2 separate regions of the Gasterosteus aculeatus genome follow, and region 1 is linked to region 2. Evidence: chromatin contacts called from public Hi-C data. All regions are on one chromosome and are shown on one strand. Each heading gives the region's core, a stretch centred on a gene start, on an enhancer-like site or on the middle of the called end of the contact. The rest is flanking DNA. Distances are from core to core; before and after follow the strand shown.

Region 1 (4,628 bases), core at 1,272-3,771, 43 kb after region 2:
TGGATGTTGAACTCTCCTCCAGCCAGCGGCCCAACATCTATGAAGCCGGCTTGCGTGACCTTCTCCATTGTTCTAGGGTGAGATTGACCGGCGATGCACGCTGACGGATCGGTTCCCGGCTCCGCTGATCGTCGTAGAAATGTTTTTTCCATGTACCGTATTCATTGTGTTCCCTTTTAGTATTTTTCCTATCGCTCGCCTAAAGGTCATAAGAGGTTTTAGATTACGATACGTTGGTTCTCCCTCACATGGTAATCTGGATTTTGCATTTCTTTACCGTGAAATGTTTTGGGTTTTCACTCTTTTTATTTTTATTTTGCCGTTCTCTTGCTGCCAACATCATTGTATTTGAATGCATTTTGTCTAGTTTCTATTGCACATTTAAGAGTACCGTGCGAGAGCTACCACAACACGCTCAACCAACATCCTCCATCTCTCTATCGACGGCCCAATTTGGTTTGGGTGATTGGTCACATGTGGACACTCACTCATTAAGGCCGGTTCTGAACGTGGCCCTGGATATTTGGCAGGCTGCTGTGGTTTCCTGGTTTCTAACTATATAAAATCGGGGTCTTTTGTAACAATCTGACATAATTTGCATTTTAACTAAGTAGGCCTATATGCAGACTACGCCCACAGAACTGTGCCACAGCCTGAGCCATTTCCCCAGTTTATATTGTCTTCATGTACCATTAGGAAGCTGAACTGGGTCAGCGCAATTCCAATGTACCCAAATTGGCCATTTCCTCCGAGACAAGCCTTTTACGGCTCTCAGGTCCTTCATCTCCTCGTCTGTCTTTGGCTCTTCTTCTTTTTCCCTCCAGCAATGGATGCTTTGTGGTACAGGAGCCTCCCCGTAATGAGCATCCGTTTAGTGTACGCTAATGCTGAGTTACTGGCTGCAGAAAATAGACAACAACCTTCTATTAAATCTTCATACAGCGTGCGCACACACAGAGCATTGGACCAGGAGGTGTTTAGTTGCATGATATTTATGTGGTGTAAAAGACCATTGAGCCGTCACACATGATGCCATTACAATTTAACATGAGCCTTCACTTCCAGGCTATATATTTTTTTATTTCTTTGCTTTCTCATTTCCACAAGTGCATTTTCTCTGATTGCCGATTTGTTTGTCTGCAGTTGGAGACAAGGTGCCTGCTGACATCCGTATCTGTTCCATCAAGTCAACAACCCTGAGGGTGGACCAGTCCATCCTGACCGGTAAGACGTATTTGCTGATATCACAGCCGTCCAATTGTTTTCCATAAGCCACTTTTATGCTTTACATTCTGTCTCTCCTGAAAACATGGGTATTGTTATATTGAATTCTGTTGCGTATATTGATTTTATTGTATAGAACTGTTCTATCCGTAACATTTCATGTTTGAAACATTCAATAGCGTGTCTTATTATTGCCTGTGCTTTGTTTCTACTGTCGTCTGCAGAGACTAATGCTCTGTTTTTTTTTCTGCAGGGGAATCCGTCTCCGTCATCAAACATACCGACCCTGTGCCGGACCCCCGCGCTGTCAATCAGGACAAGAAGAACATGCTCTTCTCCGTAAGCTCAACTCTTCACCGGCCATCACACATCCTGTTGTGCTTCAACAATGTGTTTTTTGTTTTAGCTTCTGTTAACTTCCTGTTAAAGAAAAACAAACATTCTCGTGCTGTTGCGTTCCACTGTCCGAGATGTTATCCGAAGCACTTGAGCCGACTGTGTGAGTGTGTTTGTGTTACTTGTTGTCGCCTCAGGGCACTAACATCGCTGCTGGGAAGGCCGTGGGAGTGGTCGTGGCCTCCGGCATTAACACGGAAATCGGAAAGATCCGCGACGAGATGGCGGCCACCGAGCAGGAGAAGACCCCCCTGCAGCAGAAGCTGGACGAGTTTGGCGAGCAGCTCTCTAAGGTCATCTCCCTCATCTGCATCGCCGTGTGGATCATCAACATCGGCCACTTCAACGACCCCGTCCACGGAGGTTCCTGGATCCGCGGGGCCGTCTACTACTTCAAGATTGCCGTGGCGCTGGCCGTGGCCGCCATCCCCGAGGGCCTCCCCGCCGTCATCACCACCTGCCTGGCCCTGGGCACCCGCCGCATGGCCAAGAAGAACGCCATCGTCCGCAGCCTGCCATCCGTGGAGACCCTGGGCTGCACCTCGGTCATCTGCTCGGACAAGACGGGAACCCTGACCACCAACCAGATGTCCGTCTGCAGGGTGAGGCGCGCGCACGCACACACACACAAAACGTAGTGTGTTTAGTTCAGTGCTTTGTCTTCGTTGATGGTTGCCTGATGTGTGATTAAGGCGTCAGCAGTTAGAGCAGCTGTGACTCCCTCTACCACGCTTTCGTCAGCTAAGGTGAAGCTCCGTCCAAACAGAGAGTGAAGTGTTCCTTTTGAACAGGCTATGATGCAGGAAGGCAACATACCGGCTGCCGCTCCTCTAATCTACAGCGAGCCGTTGGATGACTTGCAGTGCTGCGGTTGCGTAACTGACCTTGCGTCACCAAGCTGTACAGGCCTCTAGTTCATCTCTCTCTCGCTCTCTCTGTATGAGTGATACCCCAGCACTACTTGGCCCACATTGAGACACGTTATTATTTATTCATCGAATCCTCCTTTGGTGCCTGTCCAGTTATTGCTCTGGACTTTGGCACAGCCTGAATTAGACTAGACATTCATTTACAGTTTTAGCAAAGCGTTGTTTAGGCCTCTGTGTTGTTTGGGCTCCATGTTGTTCCAGCCATGATTAGGTAGACTTGTGAATATGAGATGTACTGTAGTTGTCAGTGATGTACTGGGCTCATGGAATGGGAAACCTGGAAAAGTAATTTTATTTGAAAATGGCAATTTTCAAGCCCAGAGTGGTTTAAGAAAATGAATAAACCAAAAGTCAAATACATCAGCCATGACAATATGACTCATCCGATCATGCAAATGATGTGGCAGAAATGTGTGTGTGAACGATTCACAAAGAGGAATATATTAAAGCACTAGCGAGAGAAAACATTTGCTCCCTTTTGGCAGAATGAGATTAAGGAGGACCGTTAAAAACCTCTAAATGACTTTAATTTAGTGTTAAATATCCATCGTTCCTGTGTAAATTGCCCAAAGTTAATGCACTACAAACTATTGAACAATCTCAGTGTCACAAAGCACTACTTTGACCATCTTGCTCATATATCTGCTGTGCAGAGGATTGCAGGTCGGATTAGCCAGAAAAGCACGATGGCTTGTTTACCACAACGTTCCGAGGCGCAGTAGACTGTTGGTTGATCCATTAAACATACCAGACTACCGTGGAACACTTGACTCGTTACCCGTTCGTTTTGCGGCTGCTTTGAGGAGAGCCTGACTGATGTCAGCGGTTATGTTAAGGTAGAATCTATCTCAGACTAGCTGGGCATGTGCGTGGAGGCGTCCTGCAAAAGGACGCCGGCCACTGCGGCTTCTTCCTTCTGAGCACGGCATGCCGCTTTACATGTCGTGCTTTACATGTCGCTCCCTGGAAGGAAACTAGACCCTGTTTTCTCGGGGCTGCGGGACACCAGTCCTCGACAGAGACGCAGTCTTTCACACTCCGATCTGCCTCGGACGTCTGTGGTTTCTGCTGCCACCTGCTGCATCAGTAGAGAAGCTGCCAGCCAACTCAAACACCAGTTCTATTAACCGCAGTCTGTGGGGGCAGAAGAACTCATATTTGCTTTTGTCCCGCCTGCTCTCTTGTTCTCCAGATGTTCATCGTCAACAAAGCCGAAGGGGACAGCTGTGCTCTGTCAGAGTTCACCATCACGGGTTCTACCTACGCACCTGAGGGAGAAGTGTGAGTACTTTACAGTGACCCCATAACACAAACCTGTAGGAGAAAGCTGAAATAATGGTTTGATATTGTTTGAATTTAGTTGTAGGTTATAGGGAGTTGTCATTTGAACTGTAATTCCCAGGTTAATGCTTTTTATTTACCCTCAGGTACCAGGATGGTAAACCAGTGAAGTCCTCCCAGTATGATGGCCTGGTTGAACTGGCTACTATCTGTGCCCTTTGTAACGACTCCTCTCTGGACTTCAACGAGGTCTGAACCCTTCCTGCGTCAGATATGTGTGGAGTGTAATCATCTCTAGAATGAAGTTTGTATTTTGTAAGCAGTAAATATTCAATGGATGTCTGCACGTAATTCTTAGCTTAGCTCAACAGAGCCGACCAATACATTTAGAATTTGGCATTTATAAAAGGAAGTCAAGAGCCCCCAACCCGCATGCTCCTTCTCAACGAATGTGTGGTCATAAAAGAAAAACCTTAAACCCTGGGCGATGGCGCTTGCATAAATGACCTCCGTACCAAACAAATTTAGACGTAGACAGAATAACTTAATAACACTATGAATATGTACAGGTGTTAATCTTTTACCCATCTGACCTTTCTGTGGTATCATTTGTATGATTAACAGATGTAGAGACTAAAATTAGCTCTAATCACAAACCTAAAAATAACCACCGGTGTTCCGCGGAGCAGCTAATCACTCACATGTTCCGTGGCGCTTTAGGCTAAGGGTGTGTACGAGAAGGTCGGCGAAGCCACAGAGACGGCGCTCACCTGCTTGGTGGAGAAGATGAACGTTTTC
Region 2 (4,451 bases), core at 1,448-3,947:
TGCGTGAAGGCGTTCGCTTTAAGCTGAACTCTCTGCTGGTGAACTTCATCGAAAGTTTCACCTCGATCTGAAACAAGTGAGGAAGCCGGGTGTCGTTTTGGAAGGACCACGGCAGCAAGTTGCAAAGTGGAAAGATGTGCAAAAACGGAGGAGCCGTCATAAGGAAACGTACCCCATTCATATTGATGACTGTCCGCTGCCAGTCTTTATTTTGCAAAGTCTGAGGATCCAGCTGAAAGAAAAAAAACAAAAAAAAAGGGGTTATTTCAATTTCACATTTCAGTAGAGTGTCTGCCAGGTGGTCAGAGATCTACCTGCTCAATGACTTCACTCACATAAACACAAACTCCATGTGACCAGGTGGTGTCATCGATCTATTTCAGTCATCTGACTAATAACAATCCCACAGGATGTATTTGTGCGGCAGATCTTCAATCAACCAAGAAACCACTTCAGTTTAGTAAAAAAAGAAGACATTACATAATGAAGCTAAAAAACATTATCCATAAACATTGGTTCCTGGAGCTTCCTCACAACAACATCCCACGATGATTTGTCAGCTCACTTTGCTCATCTCTTCAGCTTACCTTTGGTCTGACCAGGCTGCTGCGGACTCGCCCCCACAGACGGGCCCCCGTACTCGGGGATTTCATTTGAGCCGCGTCTCCCTCTTCCTGGAGACCGCCGACCCGATCCACGATCCCCTCCTCTTTGGGATTACGGTCACTCATTCTTTTTGGTATGAACCTTCCCCCCCGAGTGAAGGACAACAAACCAAAAAGTGTCGATTCCACAGACAGCAACCAACCCGCGTCACGCGCGAGATCAGCGGGTCCTCGTTCCCTCGACCGCCAGCACCTAATTTTGTTAATAATCCTGGTGATCTTCTTTGACGCAGACCAGCCGAATCTCCACGTGACTTCCTGTCATCCCCCCGTCTTGGTATCGTTATGATCGAAATCCTTTCATTCCACAGGGAGTCAGACAGGAACAAAGGCACCTCCCCTCCCCTCCCCTCTTGTGTGTTGTTGCACTTCCCTGATGGATTTGGGGGATTAACCTCGGAGAATCTCCTCCTACCCTCATTACCAACATGCTCACGCCTGCCGCTGTGAGGACTGTGGGCCGGTACTGTCGCGTCCAGGGAGCCTGAACAGGATCCTCAACCACTCAACAGATCGAATTCATCTCGCCCGATATCATAACCCGTTAGTTTAATTTGTGAAGTAATTTGACGTAGTCCCCCACAAAGCCAGGAGAAAGGCCAACATGACCCAACGGGTCATCTATGTGATTCAAATACCTGACATGTGTCCTGTTGGCTCGTGAAAAACATGTCAATTATCTGGATGAGTTTGGGTCAACCTGTCCGGCGGGGAAATGCCTTCCCCGACTGATCAAAGAGCGCTCTCTGTCTCTCACTGTCTCTCCGTCATAGTCTGGAGCCGTGCAAACTCGAGACTAATCCGCCCTCCGTCATAACACCCTCACAGGGGTCAACCTGGAGGGACTTTGTGGGAAAACCTAATGGCTCACTTCTTTTTCATCAGGAAATGTCTCCCTGGGGCAGGATTAGCCGTGTTGGGCAGCCGTGCAGATAAACTGCCACCGCGGAGGTACCAGAATCAATAGAGGGAACAAGCGCACGCCACACAGGCAACAATTGTTTCTCCTATTCATGCGGGCGGAACTGTATAGATTTGGGTTCACGCCACGAGTCTGTAAATATTGACTTTTAGTTCACTTTCCACTGTGGCCTCGTATCCCGTTTTAGGGGCAAACATTTTGTGCTTCGTGCCAGAATGCCAGACAGCGATTAGAAGTTAAAGTGCCTCACTTTTCTGTGACTGGCAACACAATAAATAACATTCCTAGTTTTCGGTTTATGATTGAATTTAATGCCACTGAAAAACTGAAAAAACACCTTTAGAAAAAAATGTAAACGCTTATAGCACTTTTTGTTATTGATATTCAGTTTGGACCTTCAGAACTAGTCACCCCCCCCCCAAAAAACACAAGCGGTTATTAACCATCTGACCCAGGTCTACCCTAATTGGCCGGTACCTTTATTTGGCCTTTGGCCATGATCTTGTCTGCAATCTCTCCATCTTCTTTGCTCTGCTTGGTTTTGTGGCAGCACTTCTCATAGCAGAGCAACCTTAACGTCTGAGAGCCCTCCAGTTCAATCTCAAACTCCTTGGAAAGACACAGAGGAAAAACACACACTCCAGGTTTCAGCCCACAGCACAACAATGTACTTTTAGTCCATCCACCAACGGATCTCAAAACAAAGATGGAGAGACGCGGTCTTAAATACACACACATATTAGTGGATAGTAAAAGGTGGATCTCACTCACTAACTTTCTCCACTCCGATATGCACGCTCACCTCGTTCCAGTTGGGCTCTGTAGAGTCTCTGTACACGCGTGTTTTGGCTTTGTTGACAAAGTAGCCGAAGGAATCCACCTCCAGGGAGCAGTAAAGGTCTAATGGGGACGAGCAGAAGTAGTTTCAACGTGTTGAATCAAAGACAAAAACTAAAAACTTCGATGACACACACAGAGGACAATGAGAACGCTCCCTTGAGCATATTCGGAGAGGTGACTCCTCCTCGTCAAAGAATAACCGACTTACTTAAACTGTGTTTCAGCCCTGACGCCGAGTGGACGATGACATTTAGGAAGCCGTACAAACCAGAAGATTCATCATCTGGGGAGGGCAACGTTCAGATCGTGTCAGGTTAACAGAGAGATCCAATACAAAATTGTAGGTTTATTAAAATGCACAATGCAGTGGGAACCCTACCTTCCTTATTCATGGTCATTGGAACCGTGTGAACCGTCTGCAGTTTCACGCACGAGTTCGTAAGCATCTGCAGCTCCAGAGAAGTCAGAGAGGAGCTTTTGAAGCCTGCGGGACACAGTCGAGGTGAATGCGGGTCACACCAACACGGCATCACAAATGTCGCGATCAAACCCCATGGTCTCCCGTAGAAAGTTTTAACTCACACTTCTTCTGCTGCTCGCGAACGATCTCCCTCCACTCGGCACGTTCGTAGTCAGAAGAGATCAGGAACGTGAAACCCTGAAATGGATAAAAGATAGGAAATACATCGGATTTTATCGCGCTCTCGCAGTGTAATGGCACACTACTTAACAGCAGGGGGCAGCAGAAGCCATGTTAAGAAGTTTGACCCTACTAGATATTCACGGCGATATTTAGCATGCATTTTTACTAGGAACCTTCCGTGGGACTCACCTTGCCGTTTCGGTTGGCCACCCTGAAGGCCATGTTGGGGGACATGAGAAGCAGCAGAGACTCCTGTTCCAGCAGCTTCTTCCTCAGTCGCTCAACCCCCTTGGGTCCTTTTGTGGTTCTCTACAGATTAACAGCACCGGGTGTTATGTGATGCATGACGTGCTGTCTTAACATTTCCTTGTATTTCAGAATCAGAAGCCATTCATGGCCACACATGTTCCACATAGAAGAATTTGTCTTGATGAAGTAACATTTTGAGGTGTGCGTTTTTGTGGGTGCATTTAATATCTTCACCTTCTCTTTTTGGATCTCGTTCTTGATCAGGGAGATTTTGATCTTTATGGCGTCGATCTCCTCATCCTGGACCAGCGGGATGGGGCTGGACTCACAGTCCTCAATGGCCTGGAAAGTCAGGTCAGCCAGTGGGATGTACCACTTACAGTCATACTGTTGCCCTTTTCTGTTGGAGCACAAAGCGTTTGTATAACAACGTCACGTTTTCTTTCCTTCGCCCAGTGATTATCCTGCTGCCCTGCACGTTCACCAGGATGTTTTTTTAAGCAGCATGAAGCCAACTGCACAAATAGCCACAAGCTTGAAAACTGCTGGTGAAATAATTACGTTCATCTCAACCGCCGGTCGGTCACGACGAAGCTGTTCCGTTCGCAGCAAAGCGGAATTTACTTTAACATGTCTAATGTCTGTCTGGGTAGAGTGACTCTCATTCCCCAACAGCGACTTTGAACCAGCGAACCTTCCGGGTCGCCTGACTCGGACTCACCCGGCAGCCTGTTTCTTCAGCTTGGTGCAGAGCAGCAGGTCGGTGAAGAGGAAGACGTGGCGGAGTTTCCTGGAACCTTCGACGAGCTCCACCATGAAGCAGTCCCTCAACAGCTGGCGGTTCTGCCGACAGGAGGAGAGAAATCACTTCATTAAAATTCATTTGTCTCAAATGCATCCCCCAACAATCTGAATAATTCAGTATTTGTAACTCATGAAACTGTGACCGAGAATCAAACCGCTTTCAACAAAAGCTGCAATATTAACAACAGTTGGAAATGAAGCATCTATTTACAGGTTGATATTGATGTCAGTTTATATTGCTTTAATTTGGGGTTCAAATAAAATCATTTTGTGCAGACGTTTGTACGTGTTGACGATTACTGTTCACACCGCGCTTTGGTGATGAACG

Evidence for each region. A called contact is a pair of places that touch in the nucleus more often than the background predicts.
Region 1: a Hi-C map of whole body shows a contact between it and region 2, with 3 times the contacts expected there. The contact joins two enhancer-like sites. A contact is called at or near these places in 2 of 6 Hi-C or Micro-C datasets (skeletal muscle and whole body).

Annotation. Positions count from the first base shown.
Region 1 is chr13:18,279,325-18,283,952 of fGasAcu3.hap1.1, forward strand. It overlaps atp2a2a (ATPase sarcoplasmic/endoplasmic reticulum Ca2+ transporting 2a), which reads left to right. Exons shown (of 21, transcript XR_005714052.2): 6 at 1,144-1,224; 7 at 1,478-1,563; 8 at 1,758-2,222; 9 at 3,742-3,830; 10 at 3,977-4,079; 11 at 4,551-4,628. Among protein-coding and RNA genes, the nearest start is that of atp2a2a, 11 kb to the left of the region's middle. Within about 2 kb of position 2,522, at least 8 of the 9 cell types and tissues checked have open chromatin away from gene starts, as enhancers often do.
Region 2 is chr13:18,235,969-18,240,419 of fGasAcu3.hap1.1, forward strand. It overlaps LOC120831358 (breakpoint cluster region protein), which reads right to left. Exons shown (of 23, transcript XM_040196756.2): 9 at 4,041-4,162; 10 at 3,554-3,719; 11 at 3,260-3,379; 12 at 3,010-3,085; 13 at 2,807-2,911; 14 at 2,636-2,710; 15 at 2,390-2,487; 16 at 2,065-2,196; 17 at 173-232; 18 at 1-67. Among protein-coding and RNA genes, the nearest start is that of specc1la, 5.5 kb to the left of the region's middle. Within about 2 kb of position 2,698, at least 1 of the 9 cell types and tissues checked has open chromatin away from gene starts, as enhancers often do.